Regions from separate parts of the Zea mays genome. Here all the other regions are linked to region 3. A link is a contact called in public Hi-C data. All regions are on one chromosome and are shown on one strand. The core of a region is the stretch at or near the end of the contact, and the rest is flanking DNA. Distances in the headings are between cores, read along the strand shown. Region 1 holds the start of LOC103636400 (phospholipase A1 EG1, chloroplastic/mitochondrial). Region 2 holds the start of LOC100285918. Region 3 holds the start of LOC100273328 (acid phosphatase/vanadium-dependent haloperoxidase protein).

Evidence for each region. A called contact is a pair of places that touch in the nucleus more often than the background predicts.
Region 1: a Hi-C map of bundle sheath shows a contact between it and region 3, with 3 times the contacts expected there. The contact joins the promoter of LOC103636400 here to the promoter of LOC100273328 in region 3. A contact is called at or near these places in 6 of 25 Hi-C or Micro-C datasets (bundle sheath, ear, leaf and 1 more).
Region 2: a Hi-C map of ear shows a contact between it and region 3, with 1.7 times the contacts expected there. The contact joins the promoter of LOC100285918 here to the promoter of LOC100273328 in region 3. A contact is called at or near these places in 3 of 25 Hi-C or Micro-C datasets (ear and leaf).

Annotation. Positions count from the first base shown.
Region 1 is chr8:170,286,235-170,289,646 of Zm-B73-REFERENCE-NAM-5.0, forward strand. LOC103636400 (phospholipase A1 EG1, chloroplastic/mitochondrial) reads right to left here and starts at 2,029. Exons shown (of 1, transcript XM_008658755.4): 1 at 351-2,029. The coding sequence starts at 1,945. The coding sequence ends at 584.
Region 2 is chr8:170,311,664-170,314,690 of Zm-B73-REFERENCE-NAM-5.0, forward strand. LOC100285918 reads right to left here and starts at 1,460. Exons shown (of 16, transcript NM_001413825.1): 1 at 1,275-1,460; 2 at 984-1,194. The coding sequence starts at 1,142.
Region 3 is chr8:170,026,581-170,029,736 of Zm-B73-REFERENCE-NAM-5.0, forward strand. It overlaps LOC100273328 (acid phosphatase/vanadium-dependent haloperoxidase protein), which reads left to right and starts at 1,855. Exons shown (of 5, transcript NM_001147769.1): 1 at 1,855-2,427; 2 at 3,127-3,156. The coding sequence starts at 2,282. LOC100382312 (Protein PLASTID TRANSCRIPTIONALLY ACTIVE 10) reads left to right here. Exons shown (of 12, transcript NM_001398735.1): 9 at 1-40; 10 at 145-195; 11 at 273-424; 12 at 510-1,182. The coding sequence ends at 903.

The DNA of each region.
Region 1 (3,412 bases), core at 779-3,278, 260 kb after region 3:
GCGCTAAGTGTTGTTGATTGTTTTGTCCTACTTTTTGTGCGGTGAGTGTACTACGAAGAGTAGTAACCGGCCAAGTGTCCAGCTGATGACAGCCGTCCGATTCAGATCCAACGCCTGGACCATTCGACAAAGTTTTTTTTAGGGGGAGTTAGGGGTTGGGGGTTGGTGTGGTGTTGAGACATGCAAGCTGGAGACCAACAAGAAGCAGGAACAGAGAAGAGCTTTGTTTTTCGAGTAAAATAAAACGGATGACATGGCTTCTGTTGCGTGTTTGTCTGCTCTGTTTCCAGCAAGCTTTGCTTCTGTTATATGGTTACCGGCTGTACACTGTATCTGTGCCAACAAAAAACGAATCTAAAACGAAGAAATTCCCTTTTGATGTCGCCCCTGTGAAGATATCAGGCTACGTTGATCGATCAATGGATCTGTACAGAAGAAATGCCGAAAAAAAACGACCAGGGAAGGGATCCTCCAAAAGAGTAAATAAAATTATCCAAGAGGACCACTGCTGGGTGCTGGGTGCTGGGCTGCTGCTGCTGGCCTGGCCGTGTTAAATCTCGGCCGCCGGTTGCTGATGCCAGACTCAGATGAGCCCCAGAGTCTGCACCAGGCCGCCCATCTGCAGGGCGGCGTCCTGCCACGGCAAGGCGCCCGCGCGTTGCCGCCCCACGAACTCGACCACCTTCGCCAGAACGCCGCAGTCGCCGCGCCAGGCCGCGCCCGCCTTGTCGCCGCTCTTGAGCAATGCGACGTACGTGCCGAGGTCGTGGACGCTGGCCAGGTCGCCCATCCTGAAGAAGTCGAGGGGCAGCTCCACGCCGACGTGGGTGTAGCAGGAGGCGCGCCACGGGCGCAGCGCCTGCACCCCGGCCGTGGCCTCGTTGAGGAAGATGCCCGGGAGCTTGGTGATGGGGTCGTGGACGTTGGCCACGCGCAGCGCCTTGACGCCCAGCTCGTCGCAGCGGGCCTTGAAGGCGGCGTTCCCGACCCTGGGGCCGCCGAAGGAGAAGACGGTGACGGGCGCGCCGCGGTTGAGGCCCAGCTCCGCGAGGTCGTACGCGAAGAGCAGCGCCAGCGCGCTCCCCATGCTGTGCCCCGCCAGGGTGACGCTGACGTCCTCGCCTGCTGCGGGCCTGTCCTTGGCGCGCGACCCGACGAGGCGCGACACCTCGCGGAGGAGCTGCTCCCGGCAGCTCCCGGCGCCGCCGAAGCGGCACGTCGTGTCGACCGAGGTGTAGAGGCTGAGGAACCCCGACTCCACCTTGACGTCCGGGCGCGGGTCGCAGGGGTCCAGGCGCGCCGGCTCCAACGAGCTCATGAGGTTGGCCACCCACTCGGCGGGCGTCACGGTGCCGCGGAACGAGACAAGGACGTCGCGCCTGCCTAGCCGCCGCGTCATCTCGTCCGTGGACACGGCCACGTAGCCGATCCAGCGGCCGCGCCCGCTGGTGGACGGCTCCATGGTGGGCACCGCCACGTCGGACGCCGCGTAGACGTAGCGCGTGATCTCGTACCCGGCGCCGGCCATGCCCACCTCCTCCAGCAGCCGCCCGCGGCCGTACTTGCAGCTGAGGTGCCGGCGCGACGCCGGGTCCAGGTCGAACGCCTTGTAGCACGCGTGCACCAGCTCGCCGTAGCGCGCCACCTCGGCGCGCAGCACCGGGTGCGCCGCCGCCGCCGGATCCAGCAGCCCCTGCCAGTCGTCGCACCCCTGCAGCTGCCGCCACATGCCCGCCACCACGGGCGCCGTGCCCGTGGTGCTCCGCGCCCCGCGCCGTGGCCCCACTGCCTTCACCGGCGCGCACGCCGCGGCGACGCTGGCAGCCGCCGCGCGGCACCGGGCTCGCCGCTGCTGCGTATGCGCGGCCGTCGCTCCCCCGCATTGCTGATGAATCGCCGTCGCCGCCACTGCCGCTGCCGCCCTTGCGGTGGATGCCAAGGCCATGGTGAGCTAGCAACCTAGGCGCGCTGGTGTTGTTGGCGGTGGGAACGCGAAGACCATAGACGACGAGGAGGAGAGGAGGGGGAGAGTGTTGCATGGATGGAGCTAGCCGCGCGGGGAGCGGGGGCTTATAAAGAGAACAGGGTGTGGAAAGGAATTCACCTGTGGAGGCTTGCACGCATGTCGCAATCCCTCCAAATCCACCCGTAGTGTCACTGCTACAGGAGGGGAGGAAGTTGAGAGTTGAGACCTGAGAGGAAAGCTGCAGCGGCCGGGGCCATGCACGCCACGCCCACACGCGCGCGCTTTTGTCAATAACTTGGGTGGGGGGCACCGGCATCGGCACCGGCACCAGCAACACGCACGGGCACGGCGACCTGCCCCCCAGTGTTCTGGCATAATTGCGATCGGGTATGCACAAGCAAGGGCTAACCGCCATTAGGAGGGGTAATCTACTGGGATTTCAATTCGTGGAGAGGCCACAAAAGTGTGTTGTGAATTGTGATGATGTTGTTCGTCTCGTTTGCATTTTGGAAAGAAAAAAAGTCAGTTTGGCAAGTGATTGACCTTGACCATGGTGAGATGAATTGCAGGGGCTGCTGAACTCTGACATCTTCTTTTGCGTTTGGTTGGGGGTTGGTCGTGAGCTGAGATTAGGAGGAGATCCTCCCCCCGGCGGGGGATGGCCGTCATAATCACAGGGCCCCGACTAGGGCCAGACCACAGGCCGGATGTGACGGAATCTAAGGATTGTTGGATCATGTCGTGTGTTGGACCTGAAGCAGAGCAGGATAGGAAAATGTACTGGATACGCCTACTGCCTGCCCGCAAGCTGGTACTGCTGTCTGTCTGCTAGGAGACGGAGTACTCGGCACTGATCTCCTGCTGGCTGCACTGGGGTGGTTTCCCTTCCTTCCTAGTATACGAGACAGAACAGTTTGCAGTGTCAAAAGAGCAACCTTTCTGTCCTGAACCACGAAGGACGAAGGGAGTTCCGGGACATTCAGAATCTATAGCCGTCAGTCAGACTGCCTGCCTTGGAGGTTTCTACTGACACCAAACCAGGTATCTAAAATAACCTATGCCGAGAACTAGTGTAGGCCAATCTGATCTGAAGTTGACCAATCGGGCAATTAAGGTTGCCAGTTGGAAAGAAGGCCGATCGGACACCCATCCACGCCCCCCGCGGACGTGGCCGAACCGCGGCCGCGCGCCGTCGGCCCACGACGCGCACGCACGCACGCACCCCCGTCGGGCGTCACGGCGGCGACGTGGCCGCGCAGACCCAGCCTTTTGGGGCGATCGACGTGGACACGGCCCCCGGCGACCGGCGTCGGGGCTGGGTCTTGCTTCTTCCAGGACGTGTAGCGCCACCGATGCGATGTCGTCGTCCGACTTTCTCCTCCTCCTTCATACTATATACTCCCTCCGTTTCTTTTTATTAGTCGCTGGATAGTGCAAAATTGTACT
Region 2 (3,027 bases), core at 210-2,709, 280 kb after region 3:
TAGCAATAGCAAATGAAATTAGAACTAGTGCTAGCAGCATTGCAGGAGACACATCCAAATTTCCGTGTGTATTCTCACAAATCTGAAAAGAAAAAAAAGGGTCACTGACCATAACCGCATGCAGCATGCACAGCTAGTAAAAACATAGTCCCAGAATTCTTCAACCGTCATATTGCCAAAATAATTTGGTTTTGTTTCAAAGATGCTCTAGGTTGGGATAGAGTTCCTATCAGTATGCAGGATGCTTTTGACAATTGGATACCTATGGGGAGTAGTGATTACCATACTAAGCTCTTCATGTTTTCTATAGTTCTATGGGGCATGTGGACGGTTAGAAATAAGATGGGGATCGAGAAGAATTTTCCAAGAAAATCTAATGAAGTATTCCATATATTTTTATGTTCTTGCAGAAGTGGTGCATTCTTCTAAGAGAACAGAGTGCCTGATATTTGGATGACAAGATTATAAGAATGAAGAATTGGTTGTAGGCTTTTTGGAAAAAAAACTAAAGAACTAGAGGTGGAGGGAGTCCTGTAGGCTAGTAGTTTTTGCTTCCAGTTGGTTCAGTTTCTTCATCTTTAGCCTTGTGGCAGTGGCGCTGTGTTGGTTCTGAGCTTGGATAGCTCTGTCTCCTGTTTTCTATTTATGTGCTTTTTGTAATCAGAATTCAGAAATCCCCAGCAAAGGTTGATAACACTTAGCTTTCTATAAAAGTCGGGTTTACTTCTGTCAACTCCCAGAATAATCGTAGCTCCTGACAACATTTTGAGAGTGTGCTACAGTCCAGCTAGCCAAATTCACATGGCAACAGACACTGAGACACATCCATGGCATTATAATTTCACCTTGCTACTCAATTCGCCTTCTTCATGCAGTAATCGTACCCATCAGGTGAAGTTCAACAATACTATTCAACACTCGGCGATTCAACACACAACGCACTGATCAAAACCGACCAAATGCAGATGGGAAGCATGCTTCACCTGGAGGCCGGCAAGGACGCAGTCGCCGGAGACGAGGAGCACGTTTAGCGCACGTTGCCGCGACGACACAGTGCTCCGGTGGCTGTCGTACGCTTTCGACACCGGCGGCGGCACCGGCACCTTCGCATGGCACACGCTGCATTCCACCTCCCCGTTCATTCCTGCCGCCGCCACAGCCTCAGGCTCTCCAAAACCCCACGGTTTTAATCAGCTGCGCCTCAAAACGGCAGGAAAATCAGAAGAGAATCGGCAAAAATCGCGGGAAAAAACCAGGAGCGAACCGGGACAAACCAGGAGAATGATGGGAACTGGGAACCCTAGCCTCTGGTGCGCGCCCCCACCATGTGAGCTCGCGGGGACCGAGGCGATCGGGATTCGGAGCTCCTCGAAGGCGCAGTGGGCGAGGCCGTGAGGGAGAGCCGGAGAGGGACCGAGCCGAGGGAGAGCAATGCGGCAATGGGGAGCGGAGAGGGAGAGGGGACCTGAAAATGTACATATAATTTTAATTTTATAAATTATTCCTATGGAATATGCCACGGAACGAAAGAGTGAAGGACTGGAGGTCTTTTCTGCAAGATTTCGTTTTTCAGATAAACCCCTATATTCTAAAAGTATTTATTTTATCACTGATGGTCCTTGAAATGGAATATATTTGGTGCACATGGAAGTTGATGTACATTGTGCACATGTTAATTCATCACCATTTATTATAGATCTAATGTCTCTGGTTGCTTTGTATATTTTGCAAAAAACACCTTTCAATACTACCTCCACCATTTTATGTTGTTTTGCAAAATATAAGGAGCAACAAGAGACATTAGATCTACAAAATATGATTTAATATGTGCACCATATACACCATATATGTTCTTTTTTGTCATGTTTTATCCCTGTCAAACATAATGTAAGTAAGGATTGGATACACGATAGATTCTAAAATCTGGTTAGAAAATTTTAAAGAAACTAGCCCAAAAGATGAATTCATAGATGCTAGAGTGGAGGGTTGTTTGGGCTCCGTTAATTCTAAAATTTGAGGTAGACTACAATTTATCATAAAATTACAGTGATACCTTTAATGTTTGGTCATTATGCCAGTGCATTGCAGTAGGGTGAAGGGCATGACAGTCACTTAAAGTCCAAAAAATGTGAAAGCTATGTTTCTTTTATCTCCTCAGGTTATGGAGTCTACACTTCTTTAGATTATAAAAGTTGTGCATAAGTTAGGCATGTTTAGATCCCTAGCCAGATTTGGGAAGCTACCTTACATATAATGGAACACAAACAAGCCATGATTTTTCTAAGTGTAACTAGGGATACAAGTCAAAGTGTCGATAAACACATGAATAAGCGATTGTAAGTGGGTTATTGTAAAACCTACTTAGTGGGTGTTAGGTTTTAGAGACTAATTTCTAGTCCCTCCATTTTATTCTATTTTAGTCTATGAATTGCTAAAATAGAACAAAATGGAGGGACTAAAAATTAGTCCATAGAAACAAAAAAACCTTAGAAATAACCTATGTTCGAGTTCACTAGCATTTCCATCTGCATCCTAAGTGTCACTATTTACCACAAAACTAATATAGTTAAGATGACTAACGACCAACTAAAGCAAAATAAACAAATGTTCTAAGCCATTTTCATAGCTAGCTTATTTTCCTTTTTCTTTATTTGAAACCCAAACTAATACTAGTCTGCTATGTTTTGGTCGATTTTTTATTAAAAATAAGATTTTATTATTTCTAAGACATTACATCGTTGAGGCGTCAATAAGAAGTCTCGAGAAATAGTGAAATAAAGCATAAAAATAGAACATCACACACACTATAGGTTGAACCAAAGATTACTCGTGATCTGGTTGCATGCAGCATCCTTTATTGCTTGTAGCAAATTATACACAACACAAGCCTCCGAAATTAATGAGTTGACTATGTAGGCTTTCTTCAACAAATTTTCCTGTACATCTTCTCTCATCTGTATTTTTCAATATATTTTACTATCTCCCCTTAAAAAACTCTCCCCCTATATATAATTTATCTGACAACTT
Region 3 (3,156 bases), core at 605-3,104:
AGGATATTTCAAAGAAACACTGCTAAAAAAGAAAGTTGTGGTATGTAATATCTGTGGTTACCCATCTTTGGATCTTTGCAGCTTGTTAGTTGCAAGTAGATGTATCCCCTAATGGCATCCTGTTGTGATCCCCTTTTTTTTTAGAATATTAGCATCAAAGAACTTGATCTGGATGCTGCCCGTGCTGAACGCCAGGTACACCTCCTTTTACATACGCTGACAATATTTTGTTTAATCGCTTACCATTCCATACTGAACTTTAGTCGGTACAGCTGATAAAAAGGCTGAAAAAGGAAGCCGAGGAGAGAGGGGAGGAATACAAGGTTAGGAAGCTCCGACGAAACAAAGAAATGGATGAGTATGATCTGATGCAATGGCGTCGTTCATTTGAAGAGAGGGAAGCGCTTATCAGAGACATCTGCTGGTAAATCTTGTATCAACGAATTCTGTCACACCACCTACTGCGTAGTTTGGTAACTCCCTAATAAAGTTTTTTTTTTTATTTGCAGCCGGAAAGCGCTTGATCTTCCTATCGAAGAGCCCGGGCGATACGACGTGGACGAGACAGAGGTGTACGGGAAGGATTACTATGACCCAGAGAAGCCAATGTACCGGTACGACTACTGGGGCGAGCCCAAGAACACGGAGAAGACGAAGCTGGAGCGGGACGTGGAGCGCCACAACCAGCAGGTGGTCGGCGACGCGAAGAAGTGGTGCGAGATGTCGTACGACGACTACGTCCGCAAGAAGCTGCGGTTGGAAGCGGCTGAGGCGAGGGAAAGGCGGAGGAAGGCGGCCGAGGCGCAAGAGGACGAGCAGGAGTACGATGACGGCATGGACCTGGACCTGAAGAAGATGACCGATCCACGCGCCCCGCACAACCGGTTTTACATCACGAAATGAAAGGTTAGAGATAGTTGTTAGTTGTGCAAAAGGTTCGATTGCCTTGGTTGTTGTTGTTGGGCCACCGCTTCCGCCTATGGTGCAAGAGTTGGGGGCGCTTGATCAGGTCGTCTGACATTCTCCTTGTTGACCCAACCCCATTCCGATTGGGGCGACCTGGTCAAACGCGGGGGCGTGCTAGCTACGCTCAGTACAAGTATTCAGCATGGAATCTCCAGTATTTTATTCTAGAGAACATATCTTGTGTATATTGAAGTTTAGTGCACATGTTACATATATTAAATCAGTATCACTCATTTTAGATTTAGCATCTCTAGTTGTTTGATATATTTTGTTAAAGACACGCTCCGACATTGTGGGTAGTGGTGGACGATGTTATTTATAAATTGCAATGATCAACCATATAAGTTAGATTTATGATGGATGGTGATGATTTATCATGTGCACTATGTGCACTAAGCTTCTATGTACATGAGATATGTCCTCTTTATTCTATAGATGGTAGCTGCTGAAGTCTGAACAACTACAAATCCCTGTCTAGCCTGTGCGTGACGTCTTGTGCAAGTACTATGAACGCTGCGTGACGGGACGGCAAATATTCGCACAAGATTGATGGCCCCGGCCCGGAGCATGCAGTCATGCACCCACTATAGCTGGCCTGGATCTACCCGCCAGAACACTAGCACGGTGGCCGTTCGATTGTTGGGGAATAATTATGAGCTACATTGTTTTTCTAATTTATTTAAGTTTTGACCAACCTGAAAAATTACAGGGCCATTACTGGATAAACGAATAGGGCCTAAATAATTTGGACCAATGGCTGAAGCCTACCACGGTCCACGGCAGCTCTTGTTCCGTGGGCGCAAGTCGACCGATCGGCATATTCGCCAGCAGCGCAGGCTTCCATTTTGATGCCTCCCTCCGTCCCCTTCCGCTCCAATCAGCGGCCGAGCTGCTCCTCTCGCCCACGCCCGAGACCGAGAGGCCGCGCCGGCGCACCCAAATAAACCCGAGGAGTGCCTACCTGGCCTGGGCGCCTGGTTGAGCGGTAAACAAATCCGTGGGCGTCCTGCGGCTGCGATTAGAATAGAGTAGAATTCATCAGCGGGTCGCCGTCGCCATTGGCGCGGTGCGTGTGCGAGCCCGAGCCGTGCGAAGCAGGTGAGGCGAGGGGACAGACGGGACACGGGAGCGAAGCAAAGCGAAGGAAGGAGTTTCCAGTGAGCGCGGATCGCGGAGGCGGTTTATATAGCCGGAGGGCGCGCGCTCCGGTCCGCTAACGTCCTGCAGGGAGGGAAGGGCAGGATTAGGCAGGGCAGCGCCGCGCCGGCCGGACCGCCCGCCCGCCCGCCCGTCCACGAGCCACGGACTTTCGGCCATGGGGGACGCTGGCGCTGACGCCTCCTCCTCGCCGCCGCCGCCGTCCGGGTCCTTCTCCTACTTCGCCGTCTTCCGCAACTACCCCCTCGTCGCCGCCCTGCTCGGCTTCGCCGTCGCCCAGTCCATCAAGTTCTTCGTCACACGGTACGCCCCTCGTCCGTCCCCGTCCGGTATGTTTGGGTCTGGAGATCGGGCGCGACCGTGGTCGGATCGGATCGGATCCTCATGCGGTTTCGGCGGTCAAAGCTGCCTCATGGCATTGCTTCGACTGTTCCTTATTCTGGACGTCCGAAACGACCTTAAGAATTTCTCCTAGTTCTAATACATCTAGAGGAATGAATGAACGATGATAGACTGGGAATGTAATAGCATCGTATATGGTAGGTTTGCTTTCGTTTCTCGACGGTTTTGGTGAGTTGAGCTCGAAGCAAATGGAGTTGGCCTTGATCCGGTCAGACTATGTACTAAGAATTGTCCACAGTGGTTGTTCTGTGAAACCAATGAAGATGAACACAGAGTCCGCATTGTGTTTATACATGAGAATGGTTTGTCTTATAACAGTGCAGTTTTCTTGATGTTCCTCTTGTAACCCCAGCTAAGGATCGGAGGTTCATTTATGCTTTCTAATAAAGCTGGTCTGGGCCTGTGATCTAAAAAACAATAATCATGCATCAAGGTCTCTTGCTTCTTTTCTCATATTTTTTTTTCCACGGTTCTTATGTGGATTGATACACCCCTCCCTATAAACTTTATGGAAGATCGCGGTTCATTCTAGTCTGAACAGGCGTTTATACAGTTCCCGTGCTGCAGTAAGTTTGATCTCTTCTTGTTTTTTAAACAAAGGTACAAGGAGAACAGATGGGATCCCAAGCG